Linked DNA regions of Capra hircus: region 1 is linked to region 2. A link is a contact called in public Hi-C data. All regions are on one chromosome and are shown on one strand. Each heading gives the region's core, a stretch centred on a gene start, on an enhancer-like site or on the middle of the called end of the contact. The rest is flanking DNA. Distances are from core to core; before and after follow the strand shown.

Region 1 (6,651 bases), core at 3,360-5,859, 120 kb before region 2:
GATGCGCAATGTACTCTGGAAAGTCAGGAGAGGCAAAAGATCATGCTCTGTTTGGGAAACCAGAATGAGGGCAAAGCTGAGAAACACACTGAGGTGGCGCTAGAGAAAAGCCTGAGAGAGTAGGCTACCACAGAGGGAAAACATGGAGCCATGGAGACGGTGGGGGGGGACAAGGGGAGGGCGGGCGGCAGAAAACGAGTGTGACAGGGACTCACCAGTGGATCCGTAAGGCTGCTGTATATAAGAGGAATGACAGAACACAAGAGCCTGCAAAGAACCCCTATGGGTCAGATATTTAGAATGTTTATTATTAGACTCCTGAGTTTAAATGTTCCTCAGAACACCTATATTTACAGTGTAAATATGCTTCAACTGGCGAGTAAGCTTGGTGTAATTTTCTACCACTCTTGGAGAACACAGAGATTATACATTACTAAGTAATACTACAAAAGAACAAGACAGGGCTAAATATCTCAATATATAAACAGCTCTTGCAAATCAACAAGAAAAAGATTACTACTGCCAGCAGAAAAATGAACAAAAGAACAGAACATGGAATTTGAAAAAGAAGACATTGCCAAAGACCATAAGTTTGACCATAAGTTTTTCCCTCCTTACTTAAAATTTTTCTTAAGAACTCTCATTGAACAGATCTTCATTGTTTTTAGCACTATCTGGATACATGCCATTATGTCAAGTTGCTGAAACACTGATATAAGTGAGCTGGGCTAGGCTGTCTTTAACCTGGGTTCAAATACTTATTTTGGTGTGAGGAGGCCACAGAAAATTTATTCAACATCTGAAAGTTTCTGTAAAAGGAGGATAATTATATGCCTTGCTTAAGTCTTAAGACTGTTTTGAAGACCAAGTGAGGTAAACCGGATGTGACTATAGTAGTGTTTCCAAACAGTATGATGTATTTGGAAAATAACTCTTTTTAGAAAATATTTAAAGTGAGAAGATATTATTATAAATAGGAAAATGAGATACAAATTTAAGGCATTATTGTAATAATACTTTGAAATGCACAAGGGAATCAAGATTTCACAATCTGCTGACAACCACAACCGTGTATGCCAATGAAGATTTTGAAACTACCTAGTAAGTTAGCAAAAATTAACAAACTTTTAGTGGCTAAAAAACCCAAACATGGAGCATATGGCAGAGGAAGCTATGAGAGGCAAGAATTACACATCTGACTGCAGCACATCCTCTGGTTGCCTGTGCATCTCCCTACTGGATGAAGTTTGATTCAGTTCAGGTACAGGCTATAGGTTGCTATGAGTCACAGGGCCCTCCCACACCCCAAGGGGTGAATGTAGATTAATCTAAACCAATCTATTAACCTCCTTTGCCAGTGACTGGCTTATGCATGCACTGGCTGAGCTTGGGTCAATGGGATTCAACTGGAAGTCTGATGGGTCACTGTGGAAAATGATGTTCTCCCTATACCAACAATAAAATTCATGAGGAGAATTATTTTTCCGGCCTCTTTTTTTTTTTTTCTCTTTTTTCCTGCCTCTTGACATACCTGCATAAGGATGTGATTAACTGGAAGTGTGGCAGTCATTTTGCAATGATGGGAAGACGGGTCTGAGTGTGAATGTCAGCATGCAAAGGATGGCAGAGCAGAGAGATGAAGGGACCTAGATCGTTTCTCACATTGTTGACCCACTATGAATTCATCAATCCTGGAACTACTCTATTTCTGGACTTCTCATTTCCTGAGATAGCAAAACTAGTATTGTTCAAGATACAATTAGGTGGCTCTTCCATTATTGGAGACCAAACCCAACCAAGGTAGAAGGTGTAGAAAAGAAATATAAACATCAATATCTAAAATGAAGCCTTATTTCTCAAATTTGAAGCAACAATTCTGCTCCAACAATTATGCAATCAATCTAACGCTCAATGAAAAAATTCTAGAGGCAAGCTCCTGCAAATATTCTCTTACCTAGAACTTCCCCAGAAAGTATGTTTGTTGCACAAATTAATGCTATCCTTGTGCTTCTGTTCTTAAATTTGGGGTAAAAATTTTTATTATACATACTTACTAGAAAGTATTATGGTTTAGTTTATAGATTTTGAAATCTACAACCAGATTAGAATCTCAGTTCTGCCACTTAATAGGAAGGACTTAGCCAAATTACTTAATCTCTGTGAGCTTTAATTTCTCATCTATAAAATGAAGTTAACCACCACCACCAATTCTGCAGTGCTATGGTGAGAATTAGGTGAAAGGAGAAGGCTTCTAGCAGAGTGGCAGGGATATACACAGGCACCTATATACCAGTCTCCTGTATCAAGCAGGCATTCTGTTTAGAGCAAGTTTAAATTCAAATTCAAATCCAGAACCATAATAATTTTATGGCTCAATGTATATCATACAATTTCCCATTCATTACCTGTTCCAATATCCATTTTGCATATGCAAAACCCAAAGGCTATAGAGGAAGGAACCTGCTCAAGGTCACAGAGTTAGGTAATAGTAAAAGTTGGATGTAAGCACAGATCCTCCAACCCCGAGATCAGAACTCTGCTCATTTTGATTCTATGCATACTACACTGCTTTGCGTTTTGTCCAACTACTAACCAAGCCCAATACTACCCCACGCTTTCTCCCAATAAAATCCAAACCATAATCTATACATACTATCCCTAGGAAATTACCCTAGTTTTACTTATGTTATCTGTTTATAAAATTTTCAGTTTACTCAGGTAAATATATAAAAAGACAACAGTATAAATAGAAATTACGTCATCATACTACATGTGCAGATACACTCACCATACAATCACTGAGAATCTACATATATACATTAACAGCAAAACCAAATTTCATTCTTACCTTCGTAAGATCCATTCCAAGTCTAACCTGTGACAACAGATGCATGATAACACTCTTGTGCTCTTCCACCGACCCTGCCTCCCCTTCGTCATCTCTATCATCATGTGAATCGAACAGGTCTAAAATAAAACGAATCTTCTTAGACTGGTGTTACACTGGGCCAATCTGCGCTGTTACCAGTATCGTAAATAATTTTTTTCAAACAAATACTTTTAAGGAAATCAAGTAAAAATTCTCAAAGGCTGCTTACCAGCATCGCTTGTTCCATTGGACATGGAAGAATTAAGTGATTCCGTGGTATCTGGACGCTTTAGACTATTTCCCGAGCTGCTGTGTGTCAAGACTGAGGCAGATCCAGAGGAACTAAAAAATATTAATCACCTTCTTAAGCTTTTTAAGGAAGCAATTTAAAATCACAGTAAGACGTTAACCTATAAAGCTACTTAAAACCAGTATATGCAGATAACTGACAGAAACAAACTAGACCTTTAAAGTTAGCTGGTTATATACATATATATGCTTGATTCTCTCCCCATCAGCTTCATGTTTTTTGCATGGTGTAAGCTCACATGTTGAAAGGCCATGAAAAATTAGTAAGATTTTGCCTCTTCATATAAATTTAAAACTTGAATTCATTTTCCAAATTTGTTTCCTTGCATAAATGTAAGTATGTCGTAATTCTTGGCAACAATTTCCAGAACCTCAAAAATGATAAATCTATTAATTAGTCTCAGAAAGATGTTATTTTTGAGATCCTTTGAAAAAGCTTACACAGGTTTTTCCTAGTCAATAAAAACCATATTTGAAATTAAAAAAATAAAAAAGTACATTAACTTTTACAAGTAAATTTATGGTAAGTGGTATTATGAGCTGATTAACAGGGTCTAAAGAAAGCTCCCTCTATTATATAGCTCTGATCATAACCTACCCAGGACTAGTATTTGTACATTAATAAAAGAATGATCTAAGTTTACTTATTAAGGGTAAAAATAGAAACCAAATTTCTCATACTGCAGATATTATTTATAAAATGGTACACACATTAAAGTCTTTTATTGCAAATTTATAGATGCAAAACACCACTGTTCTTCAGTTGCTAAGTTGTGTTCGACTCTTTTGTGAACTCCATACTATAGCCCACCAGATAGGCCACTCTGTCCGTGGGATTTTCTAGGCAAGAATACTGATGTAGAATATCATTTCCTTCTCCAGCAAAACACATTATATATTCTAATTTAAACATAGTTTGCCTTGATTACTTTCTTTTGATTTCTTATTTAATGATAAGTGTGATATTTTTAAAGAGCAATTTTAGGTTCAGAGCAAAACTGAGCAGAAAGTACAGAATTCCCATATGTACAACTTCCCCACTATCAACATACTGCACTTGGTAGTACATTTGTAGCAACTGATGAACCTACATGACATGGCATTATCACTGAAAGTCCATAGTTTACAGTAGCGTTCACGCTTGGTCTTGTACATTTTATGCATTTTGACAAAAGGATGTCAATAAGTGCTCATCATTGTAGTTATTGCAGAGAATAGTTTCATTACCCTAAAAATCTTCTGTGCTCTGCCTGTATCAGAACATGAGTTCACAGAGAAGTTATCATTACGACAGGTCTTTAGAAACTGAACGGCGGGAAGGACTTAAGCTTTCAAATTCTCTTCCTTCAGGGAGAGAAACTGTAGATAGAGACTCGAGAGCTAGAAAACTAGTGGTAGCGGCTGATGACCAGCAGGTGGCACACAAGCTCAATGCCTACAGACACGAGACAGACAGCATCAGTATAAGAATGGTGGTGATGGTGTAATTGCCAAGTTGAGTCTGACTCTTGCGACCGCATGGACTGTAGCCTGCCAGGCTCCTCTGTCCATGGGATTTCCCAGGTAAGAATACTGGAGTGGGCTGCCATTTCCTTCCCAAGGGTATCTTTCTGACCTAGGGATCGAACCAGTGTCTCCTACATTGAAGGTGGTCTCCTGAATTGCAGGCAGCTTCTTTACTGCTGACCAACCAGGGAAGCCTAAACATGCGAACAGGGTCAGGGGGGCTTCCCAGCAGTAAAAGAATCTGCCTGCAATGCAGGAGACCAGGTTCGATCCTTGGGTTGGAAAGATCCCCTGAAGGAGGAGATGACAACCCACTCCGGTATGTATTCTTGCCTGGAAATTAGACAGAGCCTGGCGGGGTAGTCCATGGTATCTCAAAGAGTCAGACATGACTGAGCACTCCCCATTCCATAAGAAAATGGAGACCTTGAGCCAGCATAGTCAATCTGAAGGGATTTAAACTCCATTAAAAAAAAAAAAAGTCAACAAACACTGTGCTGGCCAAATTAAATAACTATAGTCCCTACTAGTTTTGGAATCTAGATTAAGGCATATAAATAAGGAAGCATGAAGGTTCATAGATCATATGTTTGTTATGAGGTGGGTACTGGGAGAGCACAGAGAAGGAAGTTTCTAAGGAGAAAAAAGAAATGCCTATGAGCCTGCAGGTAACTTTGTAAACATGCCTATTACAGGTACAACAGGTAAGCAAGCATTTAAAATTTAAGGAGTACCCCTAAAACGGCCCAGAGGCTATCAGTGATGTAGTAAGGAGGCTAACCATATCATCATCAAGCTTTTAATAAATATAGTTAGGTTTCTAGAGGATACTCAATTCATTTTGATACTCAATTTGTACTATGTTTCAAGTAATGGCTAACGTCCCATGAAGGAGACTTTCTTTAATTCTTTTTAAGGAAACAATGATTTAACACTTCAGAAATCAATAATAATCTTTATTTTGGAATTTCCTCCCAAATGCCTGTTTTCTTTTAACCTATTATAAAAATTCTTTTTCAAAATTAAAGTGAAATTTTTATTGGCAAACTGTTAAATGCTCTTGTAATAGTTTACTGCCCACATATAAACATTAAGAAACCAACATGCTAAACCTCTTTCTGCTAAACTAGTCTTCTTGAATTGTGGGCTCAAATCTCTCTTCCTCTCATGTTTGTAACAGTATGTATTCACCTAATGGCATATATTTTACGTTTCTCACATTCAAATGTTGAATTTGATCTACTATGTAACAAAACTTCCCGAATTAATATAGTCATTTTCCTTATTAATTTTGAGATTCTGAACAGTTATGGTACAATTACACATGATACTGTATTTCTCAGTTCATGTGCAAACTTAAGAGAACTGAAGTGCTACACAAGATTTCTTATTAAAAGAAACCAAGGATCAAGGTCTAAGTTTGGCTGATGGTACTCAGCTTGGAAATTCACATATAATCTGTGACCAAATCCCAAATTCCAAATCTGTACTGTATTTCAAAGCAAACCCCAAACTGCAACAATAGCACTTACTCTTAAAAAATACCCAACAAAAAGCAAGCCAGTTACATCTACAACAAATATAGAAACATTAAAGCAAATAAATGTTAATTTGCTTTCTGTAACAGCTATCGCTTACGGCATACTTACTATACATGCCAGACGTTACTGTAAGCACTTGATTGACATTACTGTCATCTACGTGTTCACAACAACTCCTTGAATTTGAAACTATTATCATCCTCAGTTTACCAACAAGGAAACTGAGGATTACACAGGTTAAATAACTTGACCAAGATCACATACCTGTAAAGCAAAGCAGATTTAGAACCTATCATTTCTTTCTAAGATTCCAGAATCCAAAGTTGAATCACAGCAACCTATATACTACCAGGGATAAAAAGGACTTTGCTGACTGGCTATCAAAGTGGGCTTCTCTGATAGCTCAATTGGTAAAGAATCCGCCTG
Region 2 (7,111 bases), core at 372-2,871:
CTGGTGTCTGACTTCTTCCTTCAAACGCTGTTTTTTAGCACTGTTCATTGACATTTGCTGGATAGAGCTGGCAGATATGAACAAGCGGCTGCCCCCTGAGGCCTGACTGACCCCGGCTAAGCCAGTGGCATGGCCAACACGCCTTGAACGACAGTTGTCCACACCCCACGCCATCATGCTACAACCATTCTCCTTCCAAAACCTGTGGTTCCCCAAGAGGCTGCATGCAGTCTGCTTCCCGGCCTGAACCTGCCTAACACAGCACCTGCCATGGCCGGCACTGAGGTCTTGACTGGTATCCTGGTGTACACAGACCTAGCTGCCCAGGTGACAGAACAGGGTTCTCTGGGTGACAGCACCCTGGCTCCCCTGTCTGTACCCAGTGATGTGGTGTCCTTCAGCCAGCCAGATCCCACCTCCATCTTCCCACCTGACACCTCTAAGTCACCCAAGAATCAGACATGGCTGGGGGAGCTGCCCAGCAGGCCCAATGGTCCACCTGAGGGTGTCCACGACAGCGCAGCCCCAGAGTAACCTGGGGGCCTGAGGATGAGGAACATTGGAGGAGACCATCCTTCGGGCACTAGCCAACACTCTTCAGCTACTACATCATCACACTGACCCAGAGGGACGTCAACCTGCTGCCTGTCATCCCTGTCACACCTCCCGCCCCAAACCCAACGGAAGCCTCTGGAGGGGCAGCACCCTCAGGACACCCACAACCCCTGGCTTCCACCATGGCCTGGGCAGAATGGGCTCTGGGAGGCTGGTCTCAGGGGGGCAGACACAGTGCATGCACACAGAGACATCACCCTGCACAAGGTGGGGGAGCTCAGTGAGGCCTCGGGCATCATTGTGCTGCTGCTGCTCTGCCTGTACGGCATGCTCTGCCCGAGTAACTATAAGTAGCCTGGTGCAGGACCCTGGCAGACCCATGGTATGGGGTGCTGGCCTGCAGTGACTACAGCTACAGGCCACCTGAGATGGAGATCGTGCCCCTGGTGCTGCATGGGCACCTCATGGACATTGAGTCTCTGGCCAGCGATGGGATGCTGCTGATGAGCTGTTGCTTGGCAGGCCACAAGTATGTATGAGATGCACACATTGGAGACAACCTCACCAGCATCCGGCGCCCAGGCGGGCAGCATCATGACAGTGGTGTTGGCAATGAGCTCGAGGCTCAGGAGAGCTGGGAATGGCTGTCAGACAGCAGGAAGGGTGGCCAGAGCGGCCCGGGGACAGTCCTCCACTACAGCACCATCACAAGGCCCTCCGCCACCTCCCTTCTTTGGGGATCTGTCAGACCTCACCTGTTTGATCTCACCAACTTCTCAGCATAGCTGCAGCTCCCAAAGCTAACTGAGCCTGAGTCCTAGCACTTGGTGGGCTGTTGCCCTGCTCAGGACTCCCCAGGAAATGATTTCAGCCGCCTGGTGCAGCCAGTATACTAGGAAGAGATTTGGAATGGCTCCTCTCCACACACGAGCCCTGCACCCACTCTGCCCCAGGCCCCTGAGGATGAGGGAGGCACTCCTCTCAGAACTTCCCTTTCCTCATCTGGTCCCCCAGCACAGACGGCCCTATGTGGAGCCTGGAGCTCAGGGCAATCCCATGGTGGTGGGTGGAGCAGTGGTCGGCTGGAGGTATGGGAGGCCATCGAGGGCACTCTGCACTGCAGCAGCGAGGAGGTCTCCTCCGGCAACACGGAGACAAAAGGACTGGCTGCCTGGCTCAATAGTTTCCTTGACTTCTCCTTGGAGACTCACACCTGCCCTCAGCTTCCTGCAGTTCCAAAGGGCCCCAAGGTAGGGCAGTCCCCCAAATTCCCCATGTACAGCAGCAAGGACACAGCGGCACTGACCCACAGTGCCCTGTGCACACCAGAAGCCCATCACAGCCTGGGGGCAGAGGCCAGGCACTATGTGACTGGGAGCCAGGACCACACACTGAGGGTGATCGGTCTGGAGGACTCAGGCTGCCTCTTCACTCTGCAAAGCCATTCAGAGGCCATCACGACTATGACCAGACCACAGTGCTAGTCAGTGGCAGGTAAGATGGGGCCATGTGCCTGTGGGACGTGTTGACTGGCAGCCAGGTCAGCCACACGTTCACTCACCGTGGAGATGTTACCTCCCTCCCCTACACCACCTCCCGCATCACCAGCCGTGGTCTAGATGACCTCGTCAGGATCTGGGACTGCAGCACAGGCATCAAGCTCTACTCCACTCAGCAAGACCTGGGTTGTGATGCAAGCCTGAGTGTCATTTCAGACAACCTGCTGGTGACCAGCGGCCAGGCTGTGCTTGCTTTACAGATCTAATCCATGGGGACCTGTTATACAGTCAGTGTACCTGGGGAAGAAGAGTGAGGCCCAGCTGGCCTGCCAGATCCTGTTGCTGAACAACACTACCATTGCTTAGAACTCTAGCAGCGAGCTTAGCTGAATGTACGTGCTCTCTGTACTGGAGAAGCTGGACTGAGGGTGGACCTCCCTGCCCACCTGCCTGGAGTGCTCTGCGGGGCAATGCACTGGACCTGGCCTGGAGAGAAGACCTGGCCTGTCTTTGGGAAGCTGCCTGTGAACTGTCCTGTCCTGCCTCATGATTGTAATGTTAAACTTTAAAAAAAAAAAAAAAAAAAAAGAAAATGATGAGCTCACCAGATAAGGGCACAGAATACTCCTGACATAGAAAAATATATGATACAAGGTTGAAGAAACAAAGTGTGGTGCGGTTAGAACATAGGATAGGATGGATGAATAGGCAGGAAGAGATCCGTGAGAGCTTGTTATGTTCCTTTGGAACCTAGATGATAGGTGCATTATCACTACCACCACTACCATCATCGTTCACAGCAGTTATCACTGCATGTGTACGATGTGCCAAACTCTGTACATACATAAGTGCTAAACCTCACAATCCTACAAGTTATATGTTATCTTCATAGAAGTTAAGAAATTTGCTCAAAGGTACAGAGTCAGTAAGAGCTATAGCTAAATGATATTCAGCTCCAGGTCTCTCTGATTCTACCACACCAGTGGTCCCAAACTTGGCTATACAACGCAATCACCTGGAGAAACTGTTTAAAAATAAAAGGTTCCAGACCCAGTTCTAAAACAGTATTATCACTAGAGAATGGAACTTGGAAATCTATATTGCAAACAAACTCTCCAGATGTTTCCTAAATAGAAAGCCAAATGGCAGTTCAGCTTCTTGAAAATAACACAAGGCCTCTTAAAACACACACACACACACACACACACGCAACTAATTAAAAGCCTAATTAAGTGCGTAATCCTCACAAAATTCCTCAAGGGTTATTATAATCCCCACTTAAAAGAAGAGAAAACTTAAGGTCTGGAGAATTACCGATTGCTTCCCTCTTCCAGTCAACAAAGCAAAGAGCAAAAATAAGATTCAAACACAGGTATAACGAGCTCTTCTCAAGTCATGCTGTGTGGCAGAATTCTAAAATACCACCCCGCCCAATGACCCCGTCCCTGTTTTTCTCTCCTCCCCTTTGAGTGTGAGTGGAAATTGCAAATATGATGAGAAGTTACTGCAGGGATTATGTTACAGGATGAGTAATCACTGAAGTGATTACATGGCAAAAGGGAGATTATCTGGTGGGTATAACCTATTCTAATCATATAAGACTTTTTAAAAGCAGTGTTTTCTGCAGCTGGTAACAGAAAGGAGAAGTCAGAGAGGCTTAAAGCACTAAAAGACTTCCATGTACCATGCTGACTTGAAGATGGAGGGGCCACAGGACAAGGAGTATGCATAGCCTCTAGAAGTTAAGAGCAGATCTCAAGCTGACAGCCAGCAAGAAAATGAGGACCTTGGTCCTTTAATCACAAAGAACTGAATTCTTCAACAACCTGAATGAACCTGGAAGCGGACTCTCTCCTGTAGTCCCTCAGAGCCTCCAGATAAGAGCCCAGCTTGGCTAACAAGATTTCATCAAGGAGAGAACCTTTCTAAGGTGTTTGATCTACAGAACTGTAGATTAAAAAACTGTAGATTTAAAAAATGTTTTTTTTAATTGTGGTAAAGTACACATAACATAAAATTTACCATTTTAATATTTTTAAGAACATTCACATTGTTGTACAACCATCCTAACCGTCCATTTCCAGAACTTTTTCATCTTCTCAAACTGGAAACTCTGTATCCATTAAACAAGAAATCTCTAATCTTCCTAGCCTCAACCCCTGGAAGCCACCATTCTATTTTCTGTTTCCATGAATTTGACAACTCCAGGTACCTTATATAAGTAGAATCAAACAGTATTTGTCATTTTGTGACTGACTTAATTCAGGTAGCAAATGCCCTTAAAGTTCATCCATGTTGTAGCATGTGTCAGAATTTCCTTTCTTTTTAAGACTAAACACTATTCCATTGTCATGGATATTTCACATTTGTTTATCCATTCATCCATCAAATGGACACTAGGGCTGCTTCCGTGTCTAGACTATTGTAAGTAACAATAGTTGCTCACAATAGGTGCTGCTGCTTTTGCAAACAGCACCTATGTATACAAATATCCACTCAAGGCTGTGCTTTCAATTCTTTTGGGTATATACAGACATTTATATATATGTAAATGAGTGTTGTTTTAAGTCCATTATTATGAACATTGAGTAAGTAAAAGGAAATAATCAAGCATTTATTTATCCTGTTTGAATTGTAGCACTGGGTAACCACATAACTGATGAAGTGTTTCCTTATATGATTATTTCTGATAAAAATTTAAACAAAATGATAAAATATAATTTTACAAATGGATCTAGGTACTGCATCAACAGTTGGTAATATCTGGGAGTTCCCTGGTGGTCCAGTGGTTAGGACTCAGCAACTTTCAGTGTCGTGACCCAAATTTAATCCCTGGTTAGGGAATTAACATCCTGCAGCCAAAAAAAAAGTTGCTAATACCAATGAAGAGCAAAAACCAGACATTGCCTCCTAATAAAAGAACACAACATCGCCTAAAGTCTTGCCAAAGGGATCAAACCTAAGTCTGACTCAGTCTCTGGATCAGCTGCCAATATGTAGGAAAAGCAGAGACAGGAACATGCTGAACTGCACCAGTATGCAATCGATAAAACCTACACTATGGAAAACTCCTACAGGTCAAAGGGCCTGGAGTCTTCAACAGACAAATTGCAAACAAAAGATATCAATTTTTTTAAATGGGCAAGATAAAATGTAGAATTTAGGAAAGCAAATCCAAGAAGTGGTTCCTATAAAACAAGAGTGGTTACTTTAGGAGACAGGGAGTGGGCTGCAATTTGAATGGGACACACAGACAGGCTTCCACAGTAACTGGCCAAATTCTACTTCTTAACCTACAAGGTAGTCACGAGGTTTAATAAATAATTAAGCCATATTTAAAAGAAAAAAACTGTGCATTAAATGTAACAATCCAGATTGAATTCAACTGAAGAGCTGTCTCACTACAGCTCTGCCAAAGTCTCACTACTGAGTCTATCTTAAGCCAAGAAAGCAGCTAATACCAGACTGAGCGGTGACTGAGGTCAATAACAAGTGCTTAGAAAAGCAATTAAACCAAGAAGGCAAAAGCAAAAACCAAAGGAAAGGGGAAAAATAGCCAAGAGTACAATAAGCTGAATTTTCAAAAATCTTTATGCTGTCATATATACACCATCTGTTCAAAACAAGCCTGTCTCATTTCCATCCTGCAAATTCACCATACTTAACTCCTATCTCAGTGTCAAAATTTTTCCATTAGAATTTGATTTCTTTCTCAGAGTTATCTCCCATTTCTACCAATAACCTACTGCTAACAAAGGCAATCATATATTTATGAAACATATTTACATATTCAAAAGTAAGGGTACAGAAAAGAAGATGGCAGAAAGAAAGCAACAGGAATCCGAAAGAAGAAAATGCCACTAGAAGCTGATTTACCTATTAATAGTTATGACAGAGATAGGCCCTTCTTTAGATACAGTTGAGTACTAGAAACTATATTCTCAACCCTGCATTCCTCCGTGTCTTTAGCTATTCAGACAATGGTGGAAACTGAATAGGAAATAAAAAACTGTTTGAAGCTATAGGCCTGTACTGTCCAATAAGGTAGCCCTGAGTCACATGAGGCTATACAGCACCTGAAATGCAGCTGATCTGAACCAAGATGTGCCATAAGTACAAAAAACATAGTGGATTCCAAAGATGTAGTATGAAAAAAAAAAAAAGGTAAAATATCTCAATAATTTTTTATTGATTGCATGTTCAAATAATATTCTGGATATACTGGCATAAACAAAATATATCATTAAAATTAATTTCACCTGCTTTTTGCTTTTTAAATGTGACACAACAAAAATTTTAAATTATATATGTTGCTCACATTATATTTCTAAGGGACATAACTGCTGCAACACCCATTATTAAATAGTGTTGAACAGACTAAGCAGCTGAAAGTGGGGATTTCTCAGAGTTTTTTCCTACTGCTTACTCTATTGCCAACACTACAACTCATTTAATTTCCAGCCCCTGTGCCTGGATACAAAACATTAAAAAAATCAGTAGGTGCATCAAGTCATGGATACAATGTTAAATTAATGGGCCAAAAGAACTGAACTCTAGCCCTGGTTCTGGAGTTACCCTGGAGAAGTCGTTTTTCCTCTAAGCCTTAAACTTGTCTGCCCCAACAATTAAGTAAGGGAGCTAAACTAAATTTAGACTCCCATGAATCTGTCATAATAGTTTTCTTTCTGTCAAAATTGGTTTTCGTAAAAATGAATAAATACTCACTCTGAGTCTAACACATCCTCTGCGAGAGCCTCTCATCATTTTGTCCTTGGACTAAAAGAAAAACAAAAACATTAAATGAATAAAAGATAAACAGACTTTTTAGAATCATCTAGGGGTAAAGAGATAAATTTTATAGTAATATTCCTCCCTTTTCCCCATCCCTGTCCCACTCTACCCAGCCATCACTTAAAGATAGGAATTAGCAAATTTAAAACGTTTTGTGCTGTGCCTAGTCACTCAGTCATGTCCGACTCTGCGACCCCATGCACTGTACCCAACCAGGTTCCTCTGTCCATGTTCCTCCAGGCAAGAATCCTGGAGCGGGCTGCCAC

The links. A called contact is a pair of places that touch in the nucleus more often than the background predicts.
Region 1: a contact with region 2 is called in a Hi-C map of liver, with 4 times the contacts expected there. The contact joins two enhancer-like sites. A contact is called at or near these places in 4 of 5 Hi-C or Micro-C datasets (blood and liver).

The regions. Positions count from the first base shown.
Region 1 is chr3:26,247,914-26,254,564 of ARS1.2, reverse strand. OSBPL9 (oxysterol-binding protein-related protein 9) reads right to left here. Exons shown (of 24, transcript XM_005678430.3): 13 at 3,099-3,211; 14 at 2,849-2,967. Among named protein-coding and RNA genes, the nearest start is that of NRDC, 130 kb to the left of the region's middle. Within about 2 kb of position 4,609, at least 1 of the 5 cell types and tissues checked has an H3K27ac peak or open chromatin away from gene starts, as enhancers often do.
Region 2 is chr3:26,126,146-26,133,256 of ARS1.2, reverse strand. It overlaps OSBPL9 (oxysterol-binding protein-related protein 9), which reads right to left. Exons shown (of 24, transcript XM_005678430.3): 2 at 6,780-6,830. It also overlaps the pseudogene LOC102176289. Among named protein-coding and RNA genes, the nearest start is that of OSBPL9, 32 kb to the right of the region's middle. Within about 2 kb of position 1,621, at least 1 of the 5 cell types and tissues checked has an H3K27ac peak or open chromatin away from gene starts, as enhancers often do.